2 separate regions of the Sus scrofa genome follow, and region 2 is linked to region 1. A link is a contact called in public Hi-C data. All regions are on one chromosome and are shown on one strand. Each heading gives the region's core, a stretch centred on a gene start, on an enhancer-like site or on the middle of the called end of the contact. The rest is flanking DNA. Distances are from core to core; before and after follow the strand shown.

Region 1 (4,654 bases), core at 1,568-4,067:
GAACCTGAAGTTGGAGGCAGTGGTTTTGGAGAGAAAAAAGGAAGATCCCAGCCCTCCCACCCCACCCCCCATTCCCCACACCCACCCCCGCCTTCTTCCAGGGGATGTGAGCCAGGGAATCAAGCCCTTCAGTCCTCCTGGGACTTTTGGCTGCTCTTCCAACCTGTTCCCGCAGCATTAATTGGAAGCCAGGAAGAGTGAGTAGTGTCCTTGGGAGCCCCACAGGGGACAATGGAAGGCTTCCAGGAGAAATGCCACTGCCGTTTGGGAGCTGTGACCCCACTGTGGTTCTGAATCTGCAACTGGCAAGCCACATTTTTCCAAGGAAGGGGATGCCTGCCACAGGAAATAATAAATCTCTCAAGATTTACGGGTCAGGAAATTCTTTCAGGAATATAAATAGAGAAGAGGTGAGGCAGAGGTGGGGCGGGGCAGGGGAGCAGTTGCCTGGGATCCTCCTGGCACACCCAGGGGGCTGGGCTGGGGATTTTTCCCTCAGAACTCCTGGTGAGAAGGACTTTAAAGGGAACCTCCTGGGAACGCTCTCTCTTGCTCCTCCACCATTGAATTCATGGCTCTTCCTCTGCGAAACGGCAGGGATGGACTAAATGACTTGTAAGGTCTTTATCACCAGGTCATTGGGTGCTTGTAGTAAAGCCCAGTGTTCTCACTCTGGGTCCCGATCGTGCTGTGTGTCTCACTCTCCCCGACTGAAAAGGCAATCAACGGAGTCTCACACGTCACCCGTGGTTTGGACTGAGGATTAATGAGAGGACATCTGGAAACTTCCCTTGGAGGGATACATCTGGGCCTGATTACTTTCTTATTTACTGTCTTTTTACTCTGGAGACAGACTCGTAGACTCACCCTAGGGAACTATAACAGAAGCATGCACGCCATCCCAACACACCTCCCAAATTACCCACAGCCTGGCTGCAGGCAGTGGCCGTGGAGGAATCCACACAGGCACCGACGTGGCACATACACGTGCACGCACACATGCACACGCGCGCCTTACTTCTCCCTTTTCTGACTTTGTCAGTTAGATGGTGCATTGCCTTCTCTGTCAGAGATGCGCAACCAGGGCTGGTGGAATCTAAAAAAATGATACAAATGAAGTTATTTACAAAACAGTGTGAACTGGAGTTTGGCACTTGCCATCACAGTCTACATGGATTAAGTCACGAGCCACTGCAGCCGCCGACCCACAACAGCCCCTGAGCGGAGCTCAGGAGTAAGGTACTCTGTGCTCTGGGAAAACTGGAAGAACAGGTCTTCAGATACTTAGATATTTTTAGGAGCCCACTTCTTGCATCTCCTCTATCTTTCTAGATGGAAAAACACTAAAATCCTTCATGGTGATGTCTGTTCGGTGTGACTAGTGGTAACCTTCAGGAGACCAGCAGCAAATTTTAGAAAATGTGTGCACGGCTGCAGGCACCTCCCCCTTGACCTTTATCCTATATATCCTAGCTTCCCACTCACTTCCTTGGAGCAGTTTTCTCAGGGCTACCTGAGATGCTGTCTCCCGGGCTTAAGCCCGAATTTTGCCCCAAATAGAACGTAACCCTCAACGTTCAGGCTGTGCATTTTTTTAAGGCGACAACAGAAATGGACTCACCCACACAGGAAATAATTTATGGTTACCAAAGGGGAAACGTTGAGGGGAAGGGTCAATTCAGATTTTTCCATTAACATATACACACTACTATACATAAAATAGATCATCAACCAGGACCTGCTATATAGCACAAGGAGCTCTACTCATTATTTGGTAATAACCTCCATGGGAAAAAAAATACAAAAAAGAATGGGTATGTGTATATGTATAACGGAAGCATTTTGCTGTACCCCTGAAACTAACACAGCATTGTAACTCATCTCTACTCCAGTATAAAATAAAAATTAAATTAAAATGAAACCAACCAACCAACAGGCTCTCCCCTGCCTCCCACTCCAGGCTGGCTACTGGTTTCTGCCAGCAGATGGCGCACGGAGCTCTCAGACCACCAGCCACATCCTCAGGCCTGAACTCCTGGCCTCCCCACCCCCAGGCTTGGAATGGGATAATTTGGGAGTCATCTGTGGGAGGGCTGCCAAGGACTTAAATTTACTATTTGGAACTTGGATAAGTTTCCCCAGACGGGGCACTAGAGGGGAGAGAGGAAAAGGGAAGGGGGGGCGGCTTCTCGGGGCCGGGGGCGGGGGGCAGCATCTGGTCCAACTCTGGCGGCCAGACGAGTCCTTCCTGCAAGGTTCCACCCAAAGGGGTGTCTGAAGCCAGGACGGGTCACACCCTGGAAGGGAAATGCTTTCACTGGTGTGAAAACCCAAGAGAACAAAAGGATTCACAGACCAAAAATGAAGCCAACGAGAGCTTCGAAATCCTGGGCATTCCTCCCACTCCCAATCCCCTGACTCATCCCTGAACCCCAGTTTCAACCTCACCAACTGTGTGAAGCTGTGGCTGACCTGTGCGCCTGGTGTCAGAATTAATCACTAGCTGCCTCCTTGGGCCTCTGGCGCTCCAGCCCTCGGGCATCAATCAACTCTCCCAGGGTGAGAGCAACTTGCACAAGTACACGTCACTTGCATATGATGGTGGTTACCCCAGGCTGGGGGCCAGGTCCCACTCATCCCCGAATCCCCACGAGTCCAGAACAGGGCATGCTCACAAGTCCTGGAGAGTCTGGGCTCAGCAAAGACAATTCTTTCCAGAGCCTGGAGAAAATTCTACCAGCTGGAACAATGAGGTCAAAGGAGAAACTCCCTCTTAGGTGGGGTCACAGGACTCCTGGGGTAGGTGAGATACACACACACACAGAGACATGCATCAGAGGAGAGAATGCAAAAAATGTGGTGGTGCCAGCCTCAGAGAGGCCTGGAAATGCCTTCTTAATTGAGCCTTTCTGGGACCAGGCTGGCTGGAGGAGGGACAGGACCAGAGAGGAGCTAGTGGGGAAGGGTGCAGGGCTTTCCGATCCCACCTCCTTGTGGAAGTTTTGAGACATCAAAGGCAGAGCCTCCTGGATTTTCCCTAGGAAGTACCATATGGCCACTCTGTCTATGGAGATTTGCTGTCTCCTGGAACAGTTCCGTCTGTAGGAAAGTCTTGCCTAATAGGAACCCAAGTCCATTTTCTGACAGCTTTCACCCACCGGAGAGACGCAGGACAGGAAATTCATGTGGTAGAGAAGGGACACAGGAATCTCTGCAAAGTCCCCACAAGGTGCTAGCCATCCTGCGTATGTTGTGTCGCCATCCAGAAAAGCCCGGGGAGGAGTTCCCGACGTGGCGTGGTGGAAATAAATCCGACTAGGAACCATGAGGTTGCGGGTTCAATCCCTGGCCTCGCTCAGTGGGTTAAGGATCTGGCATTGCCGTGAGTTGTGGAGTAGGTCTCAGGTGCAGCTCAGATCTGGCATCACTGTGGCTCTGGCGTAGGCTGACGGCTACAGTTCTGATTAGAACCCTAGTCTGGGAACCTCCATATGCCGTGGGTGTGGCCCTGAAAAAAAAGACAAAAAAAGAAAGAAAGAAAAGCCTGGGGATATTGCTGTCATAGGTGTTATCGTCCCCTTGTGGATGAGGAAAGACAGTTCTGAGTAAGAGGTGTGTAGCCTGCTCAGGACACATGTTCTGCATGGGCTTGCATCTTGCCTGGCCTCCGGCTTCCCTTCACACGCTGGAGACAGGGTCCTGGCTCCAAAAGCCCTCTCCTCCCCAGGTTATATGCTCAGGTCTTCAACACTCCCTGCCTCCCCTCTGCCACCCCACGCCCAGCTCATGCCCCCCAGTCCACCCTGGCCAGCTTCTGGGAAGCCCTCCGATTGAGCGGCATCCTTCTACAGAGACGTTCCCAGACATAAGCCTTGTTACTTGGCTTGGAGGGCATTACAACCAGCTAGCAACTGATGTACTTGTTTTGTTTTGTTTTGTTTTTTGTTTTGTTTTGTTTGCTTGAAGAGCTAACATGAACCTTGACTCCTGGACACACAAGGCCTTGGCCCCTAGGAGGGCACTGGACAGCAGGAGGTGCCCAGTCGGAGGTCCACGGGCGTCAAACCATCAGCCAGGATGGTGGAGACAGTGCCTTCTTCTTCCTGTTCGCCTCCTCCCAGGCCTCTGAGCCACTAACCCTGCCACTTGGAATATAGGAAGCATTAGGTCTTGTGACTTTTTTTTTTTTTTTTTTTTTTGTAAATAGGTATAATACATTCCCATGGTTTAAAATTCAAAAGTACAAAATGGGAGTTCCCTTCATGGCTCAGCAGTTAACAAACCTGACTAGTATCCAGGAGGATTCGTGTTTAATCCCTGGCCTTGCTCAGTGAGTTAAGGATCTGGCATTGCAATAAGCTGTGGTGTAGGTCACAGATGCGGCTTGGATCTGGCATTGTTGTGGCTGTGGCTCAGGTCAGCAGCTGTAGCTCTGATTCGACCCCTAGCCTGGGAACCTCCATAGGCAGCAGGTGCAGCCCTAAAAAGCAAAAAAAAAAGAAATAAAAATTAAACAAAAAAATTTTAAAAATGACAAAAGGCAGAAAGTGGAAATTCTCCCTCCTACCCCTTCTTCCCACCATCTGTTACCCCTCTTCTAGTAACCGATGTCTCCAGATATATCCATTGTGCTTATAATACCAGTAAATATGTG
Region 2 (4,654 bases), core at 1,083-3,582, 500 kb after region 1:
ATCTACTGGAAACAATTACTTAGGAAGATATCCTTCCGTCCTCTAGCCTGGCTATAAACTGCAACACATTTAGGAAAGAAAGCCTGAGACTTTTTGTTTAAAAGTGGGTTCAAATACTTAAAGTATTTTGTTCTCTTGGGGAAATAATCCCCTTTCACTTTTATCCAGTTTAGTGTCTCATTGGACTACACTTTTTTTTTCTTTTGTATTTATAGGGCCACACCCTCAGCATATGGAAGTTCCCAGGCTAAGGGGTCTAACCGGAGCTGTCGCTGCCTGCCTACACTACAGCCACGGAAAGCCAGATCCGAGCCACGTCTGCAGCCTACACCACAGCTCATGGTAACGCCGGATCCTTAACCCACTGACCAAGGCCAGGGATCGAACCTGCAACCTCATGGTTCCTAGTCGAATTCATTTCAGCTGCGCCACGACGGGAACTCCGGACTGCACATTATTGATAGTGGTTTTGATCAACCATTTCCAGATACTCTGGCATACATACACCCATGTGAGTCTGCCTTGGGTGAGCAAATGCATATATGTCATCGCTTCTAGAACAGATGTAAGGTTCAGATCTGCCAAAGGAGGGAAAGAGAGCATTGAACAGAACTGGATGGATGGATGGGTGGATGGATGGATGGGTGGATGGATGAGATAAACAGATGGATCAGTCACCATGGTGAACGTTCCATTCTGTTTTAAAATGTTTTCTCAGCCTTTGTTCACAGATAGACTTAAGGACATTTTTTTTTTTTTTTTCTCCTCCTTCTTTTTTTTTTTTTTTTTTAGGGCTGCACCCATGGCACATAGAAGTTCCCAGGCCAGGGGGTCAAACTGGGACTGTAGCTGCCAGCCTACACCACAGCTCATGGCAATGGCGGATCCTTAACCTACTGACCAAGGCCAGGGATCAAACCCCACGTTCTCAGGGATACTAGTTGGGTTCCTTACCACTGAGCCACTATAGGAACTCCCAAATTAAGGAATTTTAGAGCCGAGAGGGAGTTCAAAACGAATCTCCCCAATCCATTTTCTTTAGGAATATTTTAAAGGAATAAAATTAACTATTGTTAGCTCAGCATCTCAAATGGGTTCTTTTTGAGAAATGTCAAGAAACAGATCTGGTAGCAGCACTTAAAAATAAACAAAGTACACCATTAAAAGATAAAGAAATGCTATTTTAAATTTTCATTCATTATGATTTATTGCCTGAATCTCCCCATAAAAAAGAGGGCCATGGTATGCCAACATCACGTTTCTGCTTTTGTCATGGGAATGGAATGTCTTTTGAACTGCTAAAGTAGATAATTTCAAGCCTGGAAGAAAAACAAGGGAGGGGGAAGGGGGAATGTAAGGGGGGAAAAAAAAGATCCTCCCATTTCCCAATAATTGCAAAGGCCAGGAATGTGCCATAGTGGCACTGAGGACCACGCGGCGAGGCGCCGGCTTTCAGTGGCGCAAGCGCCTCAGTCCCCTGGTGCCAGACCTGGGACTGGGAAGCCTATTCGGCCAGCTGCCCAGGACCCAGAGGCATTTGCGCCTTCCTGCGTCGGAGAGCAGTTTTCGTCTTTGTCGTTTTAAAGTTGGCCCCCGGGCCCCTCTGGGCAGCGCGCGCCTTGCGTGCGGAGCCGCGGCCCTCGCTGCGTGCGGAGGCTCCAGCCCGGCAAGGCGGCTGGAAAGGCCTCTCGAAAAGGGGCGTTCCGCTCGGCCCTCGGCGCCGCCGGCCTTCGTCGCCACCGGCCCGCACGGGGACTGAGGAAGGGGCTTTTTAAAGGGTTTCCCGGGAACAAAGGGGGCCCTGGCTCCCGGCTTCATTACCGGCTCCTCGGCCACACCAGCCGGCCCGCCCCGAGTCCGCCCCGCCGCGGCCACCCGCGGCCCCGCCCCACTCCCCAGCCCTCCCGCTCGCTCCTCTCCTCCCCGGCCCCCACACCCAGCCGGAGCTCCGGGCTCGCAGGAGCCTCCTGCCCCAGGAAATGCGCCCACCCCAGCGTCCTTTTCCCAGTGGGGAAGCTCTCCCGGCTTGAAGGAGAGGGAAGGAATTGGCCTAAACCGCCTTGAAGGGGCCACGTTTAAAAGATCCGGGCCCTAACTCTTGCCTGACCGCTCTCCTCTGCCATCGGCCAGGCTAAACAGCCTGGGCAGACCACAACCGGGAGTGGGCCATCCCAGGGCCAAGATTTTGACGCAAAGTAGACATTAGTGTGACCTCAGACATACTCTCTGGGCCTCTTGTTACGCAAAAATGGAGAGAGGCCGTTTTGAGGGTGAGTAGTAATGTCTGCAATTCTCTCTGTAGTAGGTGGTGATGAAATCCTGATTATAGTGTCATTAGAGCGTGGAACCAACAGCACCTAAGGGCAGCTGCTTTGGAAAGTGCCTCTGAAGTGACGGGGCGGGAGGGGTGGGGGGTGCGGTAACAAACTGCAGGCTCCTTCCCCTGAAAGAATGCTTGCTGCAGCCTCCCTATCCTGCTGCTCCCCCTCTCCCCCACCAAGCCCTTCTTCAGAGGGACCTCCGGAGCCTGTGACAAGCCCTTTAGGCAGGCGCTCCCTCAGAGTCAAATCCAGAGTCTTTGGAGAATGGCCCAGAGGCATTCCAAGACGCTGTGATGCCTACGGCCGGCAGACAAGCCAAATGGACCATTTTGTGGGAAGCCAGAGGTAATGAGAATAGACAGATCTTCATGGGTGGCAGGAAGGGCAATTCCAGAATGAATCATTGCCACTCTCCTTTCTTGCAGGGGATCTGGCTAGCACCCCACAGGACATGGGTGAAAGAACATTCACCATTAGAATAACAGCACAGCCACACAGGGGAAATTCCCAAAGGACCAAAGAACCACTCCAGTTTTTCAGTGCTGCCCTGGTAGAAGGCTGCTTCTATTGGTGCCTACCCAGAGGGCTGGTGACAACATCGGACCACCAGCCCGGGCAGAACAGGTGGGAAGCACTAACCCACAGGCAGCTGGGGAGAGCTATGCATCCTGTCCACCATCCCAACAGAAGGCCATTCCTTCTCACCTGGGTGATGAGCAGAGGAGCAAACAGCACCTGGAGCTGGGGATCAGAAAACCTCACCCAGATCCCAGCCCACAGCCTGATCAGCACCACCCCAGGAAGCAATGAGGGAAAATGTAGAAGAGGGGTCACCTTGTCCCTTCAGACAGGTTAGTACACTCCTGCTCCTCCTCGCTGTGCATACTGGGCACCAGTGATGCCCATCATTCAAGGAACACCAGCTGTTGCCTTAAAGTCCCCAAAGGACACAGGAAAAGCATTAGATGGGCGTTTCTGGAACACACCATCTTTTCCTTGCTGGACTGATTTCTAGCAGACCTGCCTAATAATTGGTCTAGATGTACTGCCTGCTCTGATGCATAAATATATATATATATATATACACACACACACACATATATATATGTCTTTTGTTATTTTTATATTTTCCTTTTATTTACATTTCCTCCCTATTTTTCCTACAGTGATCATGAGCTAATGGTGAACATTTTTTCAATTATTAAAAAGAAACAGGAACCCACGGAACAGTCTGGGAATTTAGATACCCAGTTAATGAAACGCCTAGTTGAGACTAAAACAGACCTTTTTTTTTTTTGCTTTTTAGGGCTGCACTCGCAGCATATAGAGGTTCCCAGGCTAGGGGTCGAATGGGAGCTACAATAGCCGGCCTACACCACAGCCACAGCAACGTGGGATCCAAGCCGTGTCTACGACCCATACCACAGCTCATGGAAACACCCGATCCTTAACCCACTGAGCAAGGTCAGGGATCTTACCCGCATCCTCATGGACCGCAGTCTTTTTTTGGGTTTGTTAACCACTGAGCCATGAAAGGAACTCCTAAAACAGACTTTAAAACTGCCCAAAGATGTTGAGGTGTTTAGGCACTTGTGTAGGAGCACATGTGGGCCGTGGGTGAGAAAGGGTTGTGTACCCAGTCCTAGACCCCAGGTTCATGCAGCATCTCTACTTGCGTCCTCTCAGACAAGATCACTTCACTTCAGAGAGAGAACCTTGTCCCCAAGACTCCCAGACCAGATGACTGGCAGCCAGTCTGTCCTACACAAAGGGACACTGCCCTGGATGCATCAGGAAGCTTGTGGCAGCATCCTGAGGAAGGCTCAGCACACAAGCTCTTCCCATCTGGGATAGTGGATGGCTGGCACTGGACTGTTGGACCGCTCTTAAAACACTCTTGGTGAGCTGGCCTCAAGCGGGGCGCTGAAGGCCCAGGGTGGATGACGCATTCCTGCCCCGACTCGGGCTGGCCTGGGAAGGAGGTGGAAGGCTTCCCTAATGAGATTCCCAGCCCTGCTCAGTCAACCAGAGGTGGTGAAATTAGCAAGGGCCAGAGACCTTGCTCTGGCTAGAGCAGAATCCTAAGAGTCCTCTTGCAAGAAGACCTGTTTGATCTGGAACAACAAGACCTCAGGATGAGTGGTATTTGTGGGTAGCTGGGGAATTGCTTTGAGGAGGGGGGGAATATGTACATATTCATGCGTGGTCGTTTTAAAAAGTCTGGGGAGGAATCTGCTAAATGCAAATTTTAATTTGATGGAAGTTTCCAAATTATTTCGTGCAACCTCCTATCTTAACTTGATACTTAAATATTAACTGAACTGTTTTTTTGT

Evidence for each region. Hi-C and Micro-C count contacts between places; a contact is called where the count stands out from the background.
Region 2: a contact with region 1 is called in a Hi-C map of embryonic fibroblasts, with 2.9 times the contacts expected there. The contact joins two enhancer-like sites. A contact is called at or near these places in 2 of 47 Hi-C or Micro-C datasets (embryonic fibroblasts and mesenchymal stem cells) and 1 of 2 datasets of contacts at active chromatin or transcription factors (skeletal muscle).

Annotation. Positions count from the first base shown.
Region 1 is chr13:130,781,649-130,786,302 of Sscrofa11.1, forward strand. No RefSeq gene overlaps it. Among named protein-coding and RNA genes, the nearest start is that of OPA1, 160 kb to the left of the region's middle. Within about 2 kb of position 2,818, at least 23 of the 83 cell types and tissues checked have an H3K27ac peak or open chromatin away from gene starts, as enhancers often do. A contact at or near this core is called in embryonic fibroblasts and skeletal muscle, where this site is marked.
Region 2 is chr13:131,287,064-131,291,717 of Sscrofa11.1, forward strand. No RefSeq gene overlaps it. Among named protein-coding and RNA genes, the nearest start is that of CPN2, 48 kb to the right of the region's middle. Within about 2 kb of position 2,333, at least 52 of the 83 cell types and tissues checked have an H3K27ac peak or open chromatin away from gene starts, as enhancers often do. A contact at or near this core is called in embryonic fibroblasts and skeletal muscle, where this site is marked.